2 separate regions of the Anas platyrhynchos genome follow, and region 2 is linked to region 1. Evidence: chromatin contacts called from public Hi-C data. All regions are on one chromosome and are shown on one strand. The core of a region is the stretch at or near the end of the contact, and the rest is flanking DNA. Distances in the headings are between cores, read along the strand shown. Region 1 overlaps PLCE1 (phospholipase C epsilon 1). Region 2 has its middle 10 kb from the start of PLCE1.

Evidence for each region. Hi-C and Micro-C count contacts between places; a contact is called where the count stands out from the background.
Region 2: a contact with region 1 is called in a Hi-C map of subcutaneous adipose tissue, with 1.9 times the contacts expected there. The contact joins two enhancer-like sites. A contact is called at or near these places in 3 of 8 Hi-C or Micro-C datasets (skeletal muscle and subcutaneous adipose tissue).

What each region holds. Positions count from the first base shown.
Region 1 is chr6:24,573,935-24,579,365 of IASCAAS_PekinDuck_T2T, forward strand. The region is part of intron 3 of PLCE1 (phospholipase C epsilon 1); the gene reads right to left. Among named protein-coding and RNA genes, the nearest start is that of PLCE1, 33 kb to the right of the region's middle. Within about 2 kb of position 3,992, at least 3 of the 8 cell types and tissues checked have an H3K27ac peak or open chromatin away from gene starts, as enhancers often do. A contact at or near this core is called in subcutaneous adipose tissue, where this site is marked.
Region 2 is chr6:24,616,839-24,622,167 of IASCAAS_PekinDuck_T2T, forward strand. No RefSeq gene overlaps it. Among named protein-coding and RNA genes, the nearest start is that of PLCE1, 10 kb to the left of the region's middle. Within about 2 kb of position 1,758, at least 2 of the 8 cell types and tissues checked have an H3K27ac peak or open chromatin away from gene starts, as enhancers often do. A contact at or near this core is called in subcutaneous adipose tissue, where this site is marked.

The DNA of each region.
Region 1 (5,431 bases), core at 2,742-5,241:
GTTTATTTCTTGTTAGGTTGAAAGGTAGGTTTGGAAGTATGATTTTGTTGTTGTTGTTTTTCTCTCTACACTTTTAAAGCCCCAAAACTCAAAGGACTCTTTGTGAACAGCGTCCTTTATTTTCCTTCCAAGTTTTTCATAGAACACTGGCTCCTTCTCACTAGTTCTTTCAGTTAACTATCTTTTATATCTCATTAGAAAATTCTGTCCAGAAATGTTAAATCAGTTTCCACTTCTTTTACTTAATGAAAAAGTTTTCTTCCTTTTTTTTTGTTCTCTTGGATTCACTGAATCACAAACACATGGGTATTTCCTGTGAATCTGCTTTCATCGTGGCTGTTGTTCTGCTTATGTATCTTGGCAGACTGGAGAAATTAAAATTAGAAAGTGTCAGAGGAATCTGATCATTAATGCTTAATATAAAAACTAATGGACTTCTTGATGAGTACAACAGAAAAAAAGAAGCAACAAATTTACTATTTTCTATAATAGTATGATGAAATGGACATTTAACTTCAGCCAAGAACACCAATTCTTTTGGAAAGCCAGTTCCAGTCTGAAAGTGTAATACTACAACCATGTGCACCTCAGTTGTCCAATATGAAGTTTAAACCCTGTTTAGTAAACTTCACAGGGAAAAACAAAAATACATGGGAAGGAAGAGGAAAAATGCTAAAACACATTTACTAACCAGAAGGGTGTTTATAACTCATTTAACTTTTCTCATCAAGAAAGATGTCTGAAGCCAAGACAAGAGAGCTGCTATCTGGACATGGGACATGGAGTAACTTCACCACAAACAAAAAGAAATGAAGTGTATTGCACAAGCCAGTTCTAATAGAAAGGTAATATCCCAACTCTTGCCCCATCTTTATTGGTAGAACTGCCTTGCTTTATTCTGTCAAAATATATGTACAAACTCTGTTCTACAATTAAAAAAAAAAAAAAAAAAAAAAAGCAAATATATTTCTCAATCCAAATCAGTCTAATAAACTGGTGGGGGGGAGGGAGAGGGGGGAAGAGAGGAAAAACAATTCTGTTGTAATGGTCAAATGGTCAGGTCGTTATACAAATCAGATAAATCAAAACATTCCTATATGAACAAAAAAATAAAAATAAAAAAATAATAAAAAAAAACAAACACTTGTCACTGCCTAAAAAATTCAGTCTCACACACCCAAATTCCCCACACAAGCTTCACCCTGCTGTTTCTGATGATGGATTAGTTTTCCGGTATCAAAAGAGCTCCTTGTGTATCAAAAGCTTTGTGACCTGTGAAAGATCTTCTAGACACAGCAAACAAAACTTTATCTTCTGAATTTCATCTGAACTTTTCTCATAAGTTGGACACCTTTAAAAGTTAAGGTTGTTTTAATCTCCCATCACTTTATAAAGGTAATTTTAATTCTGAAACAAACAATTGATGCATTTTATCTCCTCAATAGCTGAGCCACTGGGAGGAAAAACAGGAAACAGCTGGTCAGAGCTAAAGTGTGATGAGAAATGTGTTCAAAACTAAAAAATGAGTCAAAAATTATCATCATTTACAAAAGGTTGGATCTCCAGTCTTTCCAACCCCACAGAAACAATGTGCAAGCTAAACTTAATATGAAATGATTCACAAATACCTGTTAGTGAGAAAACCTAAAGAACTTCGCTGCTCAAAGGAAAGTTCAACCTTCTGGTTAAAGTGAAAAAAAAAACAACAACAACAAAAAAACAAAACTTATATTTCTGAACTGCTGGAGAACTGAGAAAATGGATACATTGCCATTTTAAATATGATCCATGCTATACTTCCCACTTGTTGGTAACCTCTACGTATCATTTATACAGCTCAAGCTGTTGGGTGACTTGGTGCCAGCAGAGTCCAAAGCCTCCTTCACGCTCATGGCAAACCACTGAGATGTCAAAGAAATGCTCACCTATCAGAAGGTGTTGTACTTCTATGGTCCTCCCTTCTTTTGTATTGCAAGTTTCAAAAGGACTTGCAGGTGAGTCAGAATACAAGTAAATTTCAAAACAGGGAACTATTCTGAATGTTTATAAATAATCTTTTCCCCTTTAGGAACACATACATATACATTTAAAACAGAACTCACCCAGTGCAATTCTCAGAGTGTAAACAACAGAATGGAAGTCCAATGGTATGGTTCCCACAGCAACTGTAACCTGTTTATATAAAGTGAAATATCTGACATACACACAGGGTCAGGACCATAACTGCACCAGCTTTGTAGCATGATGCTCTAAGTCTGCAAAGTTACTCAAATAAATTTCTAGTTTAAAACAGAAAAGATTGATGACTTGTCTCTCAGGGGCATTTTTCTTGATCCATCTCACAGCAATATTTAAAACAATTCTCCACAGCTCAGATACTTCCTTAGGTTCTTGCTGAAAGACAAACTATTCAGAATAATCATTTAGACCTTTATTTTGGTAATCTCAAATTACCAAATATTAAAAGTTGGAGTGAGTGAGGAAAAAACATGTTTTTGGTTTTTAAACTACTGGAAACAGGATATCTCTCTTCTGCAGACTACAGTGAGGCACAACTACCTAAGCTTGTTGAGATAAGGGAAAATTTAGCCTCAGCAGGGAAGTTCTAGGGAGCAATTAGGTCTCCTCCAGCACCTGAATGTACGCATTACCAACTGCCTCTAAGTCTGCAAAGCAGATAAGATCTTTAGGGGTTGTAAAACACTGAGGACAACAGATTTCAATCCAGAAGAAAGGCTTCCAAGCAGTGTGGTAACATAAACAATAAGTAGCTATGTGCAGTGGAAGAGTACTGAAAGCGGTTTTATATACCAAGTTACTAATTGCAGCTTCCACAATTCATCTTCAATATTCACATGAACTTTGTTGCTGTTGTTTAAAATTATAGTTTTAAAACAACCACTTAATATAAGTTTGGTGTATGTCTTGTTCTTAAAGTATTTGATGCAAAATTATGGGTCCTGTGAAAGCGATAGCTCCATTTTCCACATTCTTTTTCTCTCTTCAAGTCAGTTTACCTCAATAGTAGATTTTAAATCGATTTCAGTATGACCAGGATTTCACCCATTCTCTAATATTTGAAGGGAAATCCTGAACTCTAAGAATTAAAATTGCTGTAACATGGAACTAGTGCCATCAATAATAATCCTTTGTTTTGCCCATGTTTTACTAATGAAGTAAAATTGCTGATTGTTTGAAAACAATTTTTAGTGTCAGGAGAATAAAATCACAATAAACATGGAGAGTATAAGAACCATCTCTAATCATCTGAGAAGAAGCTCATGTTATTTTATTATAGAATTGAAGTCCAAATTTTGGTGAAAATCAACAGGTATTACAGTTACTGGAAATGCTAAGGGAAAAAAAAGAAAAAGCTTTTATTTTCACAGGAGTTAAATTATTCAGAGTCCTACCACAAATGGTTGCAATATATATATATATATTTTTTTTTATTTTTATTTTTTTGCTACTGCTGCAATTCCCATACTGTGATAGCATACTTATCTGTAGGAATCTATTTATTATTCAAAGGAAATCATAACTTCGTACAGCAACGGTTATGACTACAGAGATGAAAAGACTCTTCTGAATCTTATACAAATGGGAAGACAAGAATAACATCTGTAAGTAAGAATGATCACAAGCCAATCCAACATATTTTCCTCTCTCAGCTAGGGGATTGATGAGTGCATCTCAAGAATGAGGCTTCAATCTCAGCTCAAAAATGACTGCATCCAGTTACAGTTTCAAAATATTAAAAATGGATCCCATCACACAATTTGCAGCACTGAGGCATATTTTGCAGGAAGGGAACAGCTTTCACTTAGACAGTTTTTGAGTGAAATTATTAGAAGAAAAAAACAGCTACAAATGTGAGAGCTGAATGTTTCCAGCACTGCCCCACTTCCGACATTCTTGCAGAAAGCTGTGTGTTGTCTCACTGCCCTGAGTCACCCCGGATCCAGCCGCTGCGCTGATGTCATTGGCTCTGCTTGCTGTGGGAGCACCCTCAGAGTTTTCCTGACCCTTAACACTGCAGCTCGTATGTCTTTGGATAGTACCTGACAGCTGGATTAAGTTCAATTTTTATTCCTTTTTTAAGTTGTCACCAGTCTGTGTTTTCAGCCGAAATTCCTTGTGCCCAGGGGCTCATAACCATACAACATCAAATCGCTTTTCATAAATAAACCAAATACCCTTACGTCTCATGGAAGATGCCTTAAATATTGTGGCAAGTATCATTTTACGACAAAGTTTTCTTGAAATTTCATAACAATAAGTTATATGCCTACCAATTACTGTCAACCCAAGCTTATTCTATTTTAGAAAACTTTTTGAAACATCCCAGAAGACTGTAAAAAAGGAAGATAAATTAAAATATAAATGAAACCTCCTAAATTCAGATTTTAATTATTCACTTGCCATAGTGATCTTTATATGTCACTGCTTTTATTCAAGCATACCAGAGTTAGCAACGCAAACTTTTCAACAGTTCATATATGTAATGGAGATAAGTTAGTTTCACCTGAGAAAGAATTCAGAACAGTGTCCAACCTTAACACTCTAACACTCTAAAATGAACTCTTTAATGTGCTGCAGGGAGATTTTCTAAAACAGATCTTCATGCTTCTTTACAGTTGGTGAGCAGTCACTAGAAGGAAAGTCAGAAAATGTGGAAAAACTGAAGGCATAATACATTGCTCTTGCCAAGACTCCCACACTATTGGCTCTGAATACTTAAGTGTGCTCACAGCTAAAACTTATTGTTCATCATTTGACCCCAGATTGTTAAAGCTATAAGTCAACTACAAAATGACACAAACTATCTAGAGATTTATCTCTAACTCTATCACGCGTTATGGCAATAACATTGACTACTTCTACAGACAGAGGCTAAATTTCCTATTTTTAAAGCTAGCCTATAAAACTGAAGTAACTCAACCCAAAGCAAATATAAGTATAGAGCTCCATTTAACAAAGTTCAATATATTTTTACAGCACTTACTGAAAGGAAAACATAATTTCTTGCCTATTTGGCTTCTCTTTTGCTTCCCTGAATTTTTACTCCAAACAGCCAATTTTGCTCACTTTTTTTTTTAAACAAAAGACTAACTCCCATGAAAGAAAAAAGAAAAGAAAAGAAAAGAAAAGAAAAGAAAAGAAAAGAAAAGAAAAGAAAAGAAAAGAAAAGAAAAGAAAAGAAAAGAAAAGAAAAGAAAAGAAAAGAAAAGAAAAGAAAAGAAAAGAAAAGAAAAAAGAAAAGAAAAAGAAAAGAAAAGAAAACTCAGGTCCAGATAGTAAATGCTAACTACTTTAACATATGAATATGAACATAAACCTTTAAGTTTAAAAACATACCATCACTACTAACAGGCAAAATCCTTACGCACAGAGAAAAATTGTCAGTGTGGAACGGACCCCCAACAGCTTG
Region 2 (5,329 bases), core at 508-3,007, 41 kb after region 1:
AAAATCTTTCAGCAATGCCATAAAACCCATGTTTTATCCTGGTTGGCACTTCAATGTTTTACTGAGATCAATAAAAGACAAGTAAATAATACTGTTTTCTACAAATTCAGGTTGGCTGATTAGGTGTTGAAAATGTGAAAGTATGGGAGTACTTGTGGTTAACTTAATGGTTATTCAGAAATGAGTATGTATGACCAGGACTTTCCATCAACGTAGCCAGACAGTCAGACTGCAAAAAGTGTAATTACTATTCTGCTCATTTCTTGCAGAATTAAAAAAGGACATGAACTTTTCAATATCTATTACATCCTTCTTGATGGATGGGGAACATTATTAAAATTACTGTAAATTCTAAAAATATGCATTTTTCAATCAATGTGTGAACTTCTTCTACTAACTATTTAAAGAAAAAAAAAAAAAGTTGCCTTGTTCCATTAAGTGCCACATCAGTGCACGTAATTTCATAGCTAGTCCTGAAAAACTCAGATCTGTGTAATCTTAAATAGAACAGAACCTTTGTAAAGTGTTCTTTCTTCTATAATAAAAAGAAAATAAACTTCAGCTTCTGTTTTATATGCCAGCTGAGATTCCTTGCAGTAATTCTTCCACATCTGCTCTGCAGCTTTCAGCTTTATAAAAGCAGTATCTCCAAATTTCCTTTCATCAAAACAGCCATACACTGTGTTTTATAGACATGTTCTTACACTGTAATACTGGGACACTAATTACATCTTGAATCATATGCTATGGCTAAGAAAATATATACATGCTGTTATTAGACAACTAATACTGAAAATCCTGAACAATCTAGCCAAAAATTCCTCAAAGCATGGTAACACATGTATAATACATGCACATGAAATTACCACAAAAGTTGCAAAACCAAAATTGACAGGTAAAGACATTAAGCAAAGACACCAGCAGCTTTAGAACCCTGAAAACTCTGCACACACAATTCTCCCTTTCCCTGGAGGACACAAAACCCTGCCCTCACTTTCACCTCTGACAGATAACAGTGAGCACAGCTCAGAAGCTGTAGGCAGCCAGCGTACTTTAGAGGAAGTTGTATGAAAGCACGGTATGATCTCTATAAAATTCAGGGGGTCTAAAAAGATCCCTTTACCTCAAGAAAAGAACTAGGCTGCATGTTAAAAAATGCAGCTTAATTCTGCATGCCTCTGTCAAGAAGTTCCTAATACACCAAGACTTACATGAGGGAAATTAAATGTGGACAATGATTTTTCTTTAATTACCTATCTGGAAGATATTTTTAAGTGTACATATGAAAGACGACATCTGTTTTCTCTCAAAAATTGATCAACAAAGACTGTAGAGAAGTGCTTTCAATCCTGAAATGAAGCTCTAAATATCCAATAACAGGAGACTAAAGGCACATTAGAAAAACATTACAAAATGTCTGTGGAAGCACAGAACTTGGAAAGACAAGTGTCCTCTAGAAAATTTGAAAGAGCTAAATCAAATTGCCAAGAATATTCCCCTCGAGAAAAAGAGTGTACAAGTTTGTTGAGCAAAACTATGACGTCTAGAATGTTACAGGCTAACATAAAATAACACCCACTGCCTAGAAACCAAGGTTTCCAGGTTTCAAGAAAGGCATATTAAAGAAAAAAAAAAAGTGTTTAACACTAGCGTTTTTATTTTCTTCCATTCTAATCCTGGGATAAGAGTTGTAATCTGAAGTAAGCAACACACTGTCAAGGGTATTCTTATATAATCAGAAGAGAACAAACTGTTCCTTTTCTTCCCTAAATCTGTACCCAGTGAGACAGACAGAGCTCATCACGAGGGCTTTGCTACAGAGAGCTGCCACTGAAAGAACAAAGATTTTCCCTGACTTTTCCTTTCCCTTCTTTCTCCCCACAACCCTTCTTAGTGAAGATGAGACAGAGCAGGCTGTTCTCTAAAGGTGTGTCTGTCAAAATGATGTGCAATAGAAACTTGCATTAATATTTGACAGTTCTGTTGATGCAGGAAATATGGTTAATCCTTAATTCCTACAGTTTCCTTATCTTTTTTAAAAAAAAAAAGTTAATTTCACACCCTCTTTCCCTAAAAATACAACATAGCCTAACTGCATTCGTAACATCATAAATTGCAATCAGCTACCTGTTTTTTATTTCAGATTAAGAACTAATGAATTGCAGGGGAAATACAACTGTGTTGTTTCTGCAAGGGAAGCAGAATAGCAAGATGAACAACATGAGCAAACCAGGCTTCTGGGACAGGAAAGCCTACCTTGCTATTTGTAACCCTCCCACAGGAGATTTTGGATTGTAGCATTTCTTTGTCGTTCCCCGTTTTTAATAATGAAGAAATGTTTTGCCATATGGCAAGAGTGAAGAACATCGGCTAAGTGTTTTCATATGGACTTCCTACATACATTACTACAAATAGCAGAAAGCAGAGTCTCATTCACACCATATAAATATGTTTAATGAAGAAATTGAATACATCTATTACAAGGCACTGGTTGGCATAAAATATTTCTGGTAGAGCAAAAGAAGCACACAATCAAGATTACTTTTGAAAAGTATACCACTTTTTCTTCCACTTCCTGATCAGAACGTGATAGTGGCTGAACAGCTTACACAGTAATGTAAAGCAACATTTGGTTTATGAAATAAATTACAAATGGAAAGTATAAAATAAACATTAGTATCTGACTCACACTGCACTTTATATGAAAGAAAAGGGATTTGCCACATACCTTTCCAAGTTATATTAAAAAAAAATCTCTCCTTTAATGTTCCTTAGCTTCCCCAAAACTTTACAGCACTTCCTATTAAATAGAACACCTACTAGTGCCAGCTAACCCCAGCAAAAAATCCTCCAGCTAACCTTTCAATGGAAAGCAGATTGACGAGTATTTTTCCTAGCTCAGAGCAGTTAAATGTATCGCCTCCTCTCTTCCTAATATTTCCCTGCCTTTAATTAAGTTGAAGTTGGAACAATTGCTCCTGAAGTCAACTATGCTTCAAGCATTGTGCTGCTGTGCTCAGAAGCTTGCCTGACTTTTCCATTCCATCAGTGGGTCTGACGACGAGACTCATCCAGCAGACCTGGTCCTGTCTATCCTCCTGTGCCAGAGCTACCAGCGTAGCAGCTCCTGGAGATCCCTGACATTGGAAACATTTGGCAGTGGGGCCCTGGAGATTAGGAACAAAGAGATGCACATACTCTGCCTGAGCACCCACAATGGAGAACCTGCTTGGGAACCTCATAGGTGTCACTCCCTGTCCCTGTCCCCCCAGTAAAAGTCATGGCCAAACAGGCAATGTTTCTGCAACCCCCCTAAACAGAAGAAAAACAGGGCAGTAGGTACAACATGCTTGTCAACTGCTCAGACAGCATACCTGCACTACTTTCATGCAAAACTAGAATATTCTAATATTCTAAATATCTAATATTCAGATGAACCCATCAAACATTACTCCCAAAGAATTTCAGTGGGAGAATGTACTTGTCCCCTACCCTCCTTTTTTTTAAGAACACTTAGGACATATTCTAGATATACAGATAGTACAATACTCAGAAAAATCCAGTATTAGTAATGATATTTACTTAACATTGTGTACATCACACTGCATGGAAACTTCTATTGTCTAAAATTGTAGGTTTGAGTTTTTAACATGATTTAATCTTAGGTGCTAAAGAATAAATTAAGAAATAGAGCCCCACCTACTGACAGAACAGCCACAGTACCCAGGAAAAATTAACTTGATACTTGCAGGCCAGAAAACATGAGTTTTCTTCCCAACTGCCTTCCACACAGAGCCCAGAATCACTTTATACCAGCAGTGCAATAACTGAAATTTCTCTTTCCCTTTGCTCAATATTTAAGCTCAGATGACAGAGTAGTTTTTTATTATCCCTTCCAGAAATTACTCCTACTTTACAGAATAACATAGGAACTTTACTCCACAGTCAGAAAATAAAATTCAATACAAAGTTAATTGAGAAAACAGAAGAACCAACTGGAACCTACTTCAATGGTCAATCTGTATATTGTATATTGTATTACCTCCTTCTAATGCTTCTAAGAATGCTTTATTTAGTCTACAAAGAGACACCTGAGTTACCCTCTGAAATATTTTGTAACTTCAGCCAAGTTTGTTTTCCAAGTAATAACTGGGATCCTTTCTCATGGAATGTGTAGACATAATTCTAGAATTTTGTTTTAAGAGTCTTGCTGTAAAAGTCTTAGTATTTCATAATAGCCCTCATGACTTAATAGGATGTGTGACTATCAGATTGCAAATAAAATATGGAGGGTTTAAAATGTTGTTTCTTGAAAACTCTTTTTCCTCTTTCCCTTGAATCTTGAATTTCTATATAGTGTATATATATGTGTGTGTATATATATATATATATATACATAAATTGACCCCCGAAGCCTACAGAATTTCCCAGATAAAATTGCAGAGCTTCTCTACAGAATTCTTTCACAAGCAGTCTTTTGCTTACACCTGCTACAGTAAGCCCTCGTGGAAGACCATTGCTGTTCCTTTACAGCCCAAGAAACAAATGGTGTCAAGTCATCTTACAGTGTATAATTTTGTGTATATATAGTGAAGAAGAGGGTGCTGGCTGGACAGAAAATTACTACTAGTAATTCCCCATTATGGAACTTATCTTCCCTCTTCTATTTTCCCCTCTGCAATGCCAAGTGACATACAGAAATAAAGATTCATTACATGGACAAAACTCTCAGGCAGGCAAATGCCATTGTGCACTTCTGCTATCTTCTGCTCTTACACAACCAGACACTATTGTAGGAGAAATCTGTTAGAATAAAAATGAAAAAACAAACAAACAAACAAACAAAAACCTACAATCCTTTTGTCATGTTTAACAATGCTGGCAATTTTGCAAACAAGATAATCATTTTTTCTTCTGCTTTTTCCTCCTTGGTGAGAAGTTAATTATTGAAATAGTAGATAATGGGAAGTACTGGGACGAATTAAGTATTACCACTTGATGGAAGGGACAAGACTTGAATTCAAATCAAGATGCATACAGAGGAAGAAAAAAATAAACTGCCACTTGAACACTGGAAAATACAGCTTCACTGACCCACCCATGCCAGTTTTTCCAGTTGAGATATTACCGTATGGAGAAAGCTGATGGAGCTTCTTTCTGCCTACAGTTTGTTTTTAAGGCATTAACAGTGACACAGCATACTAAGAAGTAGTAGCAAGATTTGAGGCATATGTTCATATTTAATAGGGACTCCTTCATTAACAATTCTTTCACAAAGCTTTTATGATCACTACGTTCAAGTATGTTCTACTAATCAATGCAAAGCCAG